2 separate regions of the Mus musculus genome follow, and region 2 is linked to region 1. The links are chromatin contacts, called in public Hi-C maps. All regions are on one chromosome and are shown on one strand. The core of a region is the stretch at or near the end of the contact, and the rest is flanking DNA. Distances in the headings are between cores, read along the strand shown.

Region 1 (3,100 bases), core at 168-2,667:
TGAGTTTAAATTTTGGATCACCAAGAAAAGTTCTATAACATTTCTTTCACATGATTGCCCCTGAAGTCTTCTGCATTAAGCAGAAATACGCTAATACCCGTGCAGGACATCAACACTTTACATACATTTCCTAGGCCATTCCCTCAGCACTTTTTTCTTTAAAAAATAATTAGCATATACACTAATTGCAGTGGATTTTGTTATGACGTTTTCATGGATGACAATGTATTTTGATCACACCCACTCCCTACTACCCTCTTTTTTCCTTTACCATTATTTTTTTTTCTAGTTGCCATGGATATAGTAGTGAGCGGTAGAGGCAGCCCCAACTCTCCATGCAATCAGCAGGGGGAGGGTAGTCTGTAAAATAAAGTAGTAAGAGTGAAGGCTGACTCGGAAGCACTCAGGATGGAAGGCTTTAGGGAATGTTCTACAGGGGTGGCGATGCTATGTCCCACAAACTGTAGATGGTTCCGAAGGACCTGAGGGCATGGGGGAGCAACTTATAAGAGAGGACATTCCAAAGAGAAATAAGATAAGAATGCCCTTGTCAGAGACTGCTGGGTGTGATTGAGGAATGCCATCAAACAGAGCAGCTGGCCAGAGCAAGAGGAACAGCTGGCAAGAGGAAGAGAAGAAGACAGAAACTGGGTGGGTGAGAAAGCATGGGCCTTGGAGACCCTGGTGAGGAGGCACGTTTCAAAGGATCCTTCACAATGAATAGATCGAATGGCTCCTGTTTTACAGATGAAGAAATGTGTATGGAGACATTTCACAGCCACCCAAAGGTACCACAAGGTATCCAGGGATTTAAATCTAAAATTCCAGAATCTGGTGTGCTTCCCGTTCTCTTTCACCTCTGTCCTGAGGATCTTTCTCTTATCGTCCTGACTCGATGCTTTCAATAAGCTTGTCCCTAGCAACCATATAGCTTGAAACACATTTATAAAGAGTTGACAATAAAAAGTCACAGGGCAGTGGTGTGAGAAGCAAATTAGATTATAAGATACTGCATCTGTTTAATTGGAATTTAAGATCTAGAGAGCCAAATGATTTAGCTGTGACAAGATGAAAGGAAATCTGTGGCAAGTCCTGGAAAGTTTGAGCACAAGGTCTTGTTAAACAACCAGAGCCCCAAGAGGCCAGTGGAAATGAAGCCAAAGCAACTGCTAGGTCACTGGCCTAGGATAAGACAGAGCTGGTCTAAACTTTCTGTCCGGACAGTCATCTACAGTGCTTACCGTGAACTGTCTGTGCTTTGGCTCAAGGTCCTTCAAGCATGGCTATACAAATCAGGAGGAGTCAACCTGTCTTTTCTACATTGCTTCAAAATTCTGGTAACGGGGGCTTGGCAGGCCACATCCTGCCCTCAGATATGACTATTTTTAGTTGAGCTATGGAGCGTACATTCTACTTTTGGTTGAATTTGACACCCACTCACTCATGTATTGATGCTGTGTGTGTGCTCCAGGTATCTGATCCCCACATAGGTCCAAGGAGAGCCTTCATATAGAAATGAAAGGACAGTACAACCTGATCCACACGGGTTGGTTAGGTGTGTAGAAGCTTGGTGCTCTCTGTCTTCAAGCTTGGTTCACTCTTCTACCGTCAGCTCTCATCAATGAGCAAGCTCTAAGGAACAGCAGGGTAGCTCCAGGGATCTAGGTAGATTATAAACCAGAGGCTCTGCTGGGCCTTAAGCCTTAGCTGTTTTCAAAGTTTATCACAGTCATCATGTGTGTGTGTGTGTGTGTGGAAACCACATTCTAGGAGAGACCTACCCAGCACAGGTTTGGACAACAACCTACAGCTGTTGAAAATCATCAAATGAGAGTGAGAAATCCACGAAAGACACCTGCCATTCTGATAAACAAGGGAGGGGGCAGAGCCCGAGGAAGCTGTCCCGACAGGTCCTGACCACATGCTCAGTCATGTGAAAGGCCAGCTGGGCCTGCAGTTTCTATCACAACGGCAGGAATTCCAAGAAGAAAACCCTCTCTTCAAAGTGTCCCCTCTCTCCTGATTGTTGTTGCCTAACATTTCATTCATGTATAAGCAAACAGGTGAATATAATTTGAGGTAAAAATGAAAAGTATAGCAAGGGAGAACAAGAAACCATGGAAGAGGCAACATTTTAGTTTAAAGTCAGTGCAGGAGCCAGCAACCTTTCCATCATTTTAAGATAAGGTTGTCAGGAGACCAGGGGAAAGAACTGATGATAAGGTTTCCTAGAACTGATTTAAAAATTACCCCAAACTTAATGACTTACTTTGAAACAATGGAAATCTACTGTTTCATAGCTCTGTGGTGTGTGTGTGTGTGTGTGTGTGTGTATGTGTGTATGTGGTGTGTGTGTGTGGTGTGTGAGGTATGTGTAGTGTGTGTGTGCTGTATGTGGTGTTTGTGTGTGGTGTATACCTGTGCTGTATGTGAGGTATGAGGTATGTGTAGTGTGTGTGTGGGGTGTACATGGTATGTGTGTGTTGTCTGTGTGTGGTGTGTGCGAGGTGTGGTGTGTGTGTGTGTGTGTGTGTGTGTGGACACGTGACTAATGCACACATGAAGGCCAGAAGACAACCTGGGGTGCTGGTACTCTTCCCACCTTGTTTGAGGTGGGACCCCTTATCATTCACTACTGATAACTGACCTGTAAGCTTCTGCCCTCTCTCTCCTCAAAGGCACACTTGGATTACAGACATGAGATGCCTCAGAAAACATTCATGGGCTCCAAAGGTCGGAATTCCAGTCAGAAGGCTCACGTGGCAAGTGTTTTATCCACCAACTGATATAAGAGAGCTATTATTCCAAAAGGTGTTATGAAGCATGAAGTCCCCAGCTATATTGACTGAGATCTTTTAAACATTTTCAACAGCCAATTTTGTTGTTGCTATGACAGACAGGAACTTAGGAAATCTCACCTAAAGACTCTACACACTCGAATTTCCTAGGTCTATCTTACCTGGATTTCCTGGATTATGTAAGTAACACAATCCTATGGGATAGGTAATTCAGAGATTGATATAAAGCTGACTAAGTATTCACCCCTGTAGGGCTTCTCCATGATTGTCACTCATAAGTATTCATGAGCTTGGAGACCCTG
Region 2 (3,100 bases), core at 423-2,922, 300 kb after region 1:
ACTGTAAAGTTTTAATCAAGAAAAATGACTCTTGCTAATAACGTAAATGCTTGTTCCCTTTCTCTGCAGCAGCATTAGCATCATAATTCAGCAAAGAGCTGCTTCTGACTTGGAGAAGGTCTACACTGGATGAGGTCGAAAGGCTGGGCTTTTTTTCCTGATCATGAGGATTGCTCAGAGTCAAAAGTACAACCAGGTCAGAGGGACCTAGAGTTAGAGTAGCTTTAAGCCCTGACTGGTTACTTCCTATATATAGTGACCTTGGACAAAACACTGAAGCTCTCTTAGACTGCAGTTTATCATTCATAGACTCTGGTAAAGAGAACATGACTGTACAGTTTGAATAAAAAATTAATAGTTTTCTATGTGCAAAAGATTCATCTCTAAAGATATAGATTTTGCAAGTGATTTTTTTCCCACTTTACCCAGGACGATCTGACTTCTAACCTTTAAATTTAACATTTACAGACTTATACTTAGGTACCTATGGAAATACACCAGAGATATACTTTCAAACCCAGACCCTATTCAAGCACAAACTCTGCCTAAATTTGAGAAGCAGGAAAAGGCTCACCCAAGCATTCACATTACTTGGAAAGTTAACACTTTTTTTGGAACCAGATCTGATGTCCCCAATGTTCTCCGAGGATTCTTTTAATTCAACTGGAGGCTGCCGCCGAGTAATACAATTAGCTTCTCGTTGACAGAGCTCTTTTTCTTTGATCTCCTGTGTTCATTCTTCCAAAAGCAACTCAATTGCTTCTCCTGATGAATTTCTCACTGTATATATACTTAATAGAATTGAAAACCAGCAGGTCGCCATATAAGGAGACATCAGATGAGCTATTAAAATAACATTCTTTTTCTAAGACAGGATTTGGTCTACCTAAACCAACCTTATCTGAGTGCAAAATAGGAAGGAAGAAGTGAACAAACACGGAACTGTCCTCAAAGGCCATGCGTAGAACATTGCCACTACTGATGGCTAGTGTCCTGAATCCAGGTAGAATATTTACTTAGTTTTACCTAGAGGAGCTCTAAAGCTACATAGTCCTTCAGAGTTGTTCCAGTGTGGGGCTGGATGGAAACCTTTCTTCTCCCGCATGTACTGGCCACTACCTGAAAACAATTAGTCAATGGGCAAGGTAGAAGACAAATCCTAGAGGCAGACTCCGCTGAGAAAGGTGGATTCTATGCATCTCTAGATGCTAGTGAGGAAAGAAAGGGGGAATGTGTGCTCACTGGGATGAAGCACTTCAGCATCTTTACCTTCCATATTCTCTCCCACAGGAACTACTCAGGCTGTTTCTTACAAAAGTATCTTCATCTCTCCCTCACCGTGGACACCAAGAGTCCTAGATGACGGATTCATTGCCAGAGATGCCACATTGGAGGCATCTTACAAACGAAAAGCAGTTGCACTTTAGCTTTTCTACGTCTGTGTTCAAATCCAAAGATATCCTCATAGGTTCACGTTTGGAAGTTAATTGTACCACTGAGCAGCAGGCTCCAGTTAAATTAAGAAAATTCTTGGAGGACCGTTGGACTATCAGATCATGTTTCCCAGCAGGTGGCGCTGTTCTGAGACGCTGTGTCGCTTTAGCAGGTGGGGGTCCAGGCTGGCGGAAGTAGGAAAGCAGAACTGGGACTTGGAAAGGGTTGTTCCTAGACCTACTTCCTCTTTCACACCTGGCTTCTTGGTCAGCCAAGATGTAAACAGCCTCCACCACACACTCCAGCTGCCCTGAACTGGGTAGTCATGAATTCTTCAGGTTGGAGTGAACTCTAAAAGTACAAACTGATACACATCTTTAATACTGTGGACTGTTTCTGTCCGGCATGGTGGTCATCGAACACTAACGTATCTAGGTATGGCTACATTGCTGTCAATTACAGGAAATTAGCCAAGCTCTGTCTCTCTGTCAGAGGCCTATATGTTGTGTTAGTTGACAACAGGAAAGCACAGGAACATCCAGACCGTCAACAAGCTGCCATTCCTTGATCCCAGGCTGCATCAATCTCTTTTACATCTTTGCTGTCAAATTTCAGAGATGTAAAACTGTGGGAGTTTCTTCATAGAGCTGAGATTTATTTCATTTTCTTCATTTTTAAGATGGTCACAAGTTACCAATTTTAAAGGAACCAATGAAAGAATATGAAAATAAAACCTAATGCATAAAAAATACTGAGCCAGGTAGTGGTGGCGTGTGCCTTTAATCCCACATAACACTTGGGAGGCAGAGGCAGGCAGATTTCTGAGTTTGAGGCCAGCCTGGTCTACAGAGTGAGTTCCAGGGCAGCCATAGCTATACAGAGAAACCCTGTCTTGAAAAACCAAAAAATAAAAAATAAAAAGGAGGAGGAGGAGGAGAAAAAGGAGAAGAAGGAGGAGGAGGAGGAGGAGGACGAGGAGGAGGAAATACTGTTAGCATAAGGTGTTGAGGGCCTACAGTGTGACAATAATACCTTAATTCTACATGTACACAACCAAATGAAAACAGTAGTAAAGGTAATGGTGAACAGCATACACAGTAACTCTAGAGGACCTCAGTGTCAGAAACTAACTCCCCCTCATTCATAAGAGCAAACTGTCTCTTAAAATAAAGAAACAACAACTAATAAAGAGGATTGTTCCAGAGTCCAGTTGCTGGTGATGACTAAACACTGATCAAGTATTAAGTGTCTATCATCTAACTTAGACTATTTTCTCACCGTCTATGATCTCTAAAATCTAATCATTAAAGATTGTCGAGTTTAGATGAGTGACTCACAGGTACCATCAAGTCAGAGGTACTCCAGTGTTCACCGAGTCACACTGTGCTGGAAACGGCTCCAGGCATAGAAGAAGATATTTTCAAAATAGAGCAGCCAGGACATTATAGCAGCATCTATAACCAAGAGAGGAAACAAAGTGTGAAGTATCTCTAGATTCTTCAAAGATTCCTTTACAAATTCATTCACAAAAGGCTACAAAACAATCCATTATTTCTTCCCTTTGTCTGGCATTTTTCCTATGTTCACATGACTTCTCTGTATGCATTTCTAATATTTTTCTCCTTCCCATGTACCAAGCTTATATTAACATCTTATACTAATTTGT

What was found. A called contact is a pair of places that touch in the nucleus more often than the background predicts.
Region 2: a Hi-C map of pro-B cells shows a contact between it and region 1, with 2.1 times the contacts expected there. The contact joins two enhancer-like sites. A contact is called at or near these places in 1 of 15 datasets of contacts at CTCF or cohesin (large pre-B cells), 2 of 484 Hi-C or Micro-C datasets (nephron progenitors and pro-B cells) and 5 of 115 datasets of contacts at active chromatin or transcription factors (the 230-238 cell line, Th17 cells, large pre-B cells and 1 more).

The regions. Positions count from the first base shown.
Region 1 is chr1:164,570,529-164,573,628 of GRCm38.p6, forward strand. No RefSeq gene overlaps it. Among named protein-coding and RNA genes, the nearest start is that of Gm26685, 69 kb to the left of the region's middle. Within about 2 kb of position 1,418, at least 48 of the 459 cell types and tissues checked have an H3K27ac peak or open chromatin away from gene starts, as enhancers often do. A contact at or near this core is called in the 230-238 cell line and pro-B cells, where this site is marked.
Region 2 is chr1:164,869,264-164,872,363 of GRCm38.p6, forward strand. It overlaps Gm32652 (a long non-coding RNA gene), which reads right to left. Exons shown (of 5, transcript XR_865700.2): 3 at 2,772-2,888. It overlaps Gm20743 (predicted gene, 20743), which reads left to right. Exons shown (of 5, transcript NR_040303.1): 4 at 875-1,003; 5 at 1,291-2,175. Among named protein-coding and RNA genes, the nearest start is that of Gm20743, 7.7 kb to the left of the region's middle. Within about 2 kb of position 1,673, at least 33 of the 459 cell types and tissues checked have an H3K27ac peak or open chromatin away from gene starts, as enhancers often do. A contact at or near this core is called in the 230-238 cell line and pro-B cells, where this site is marked.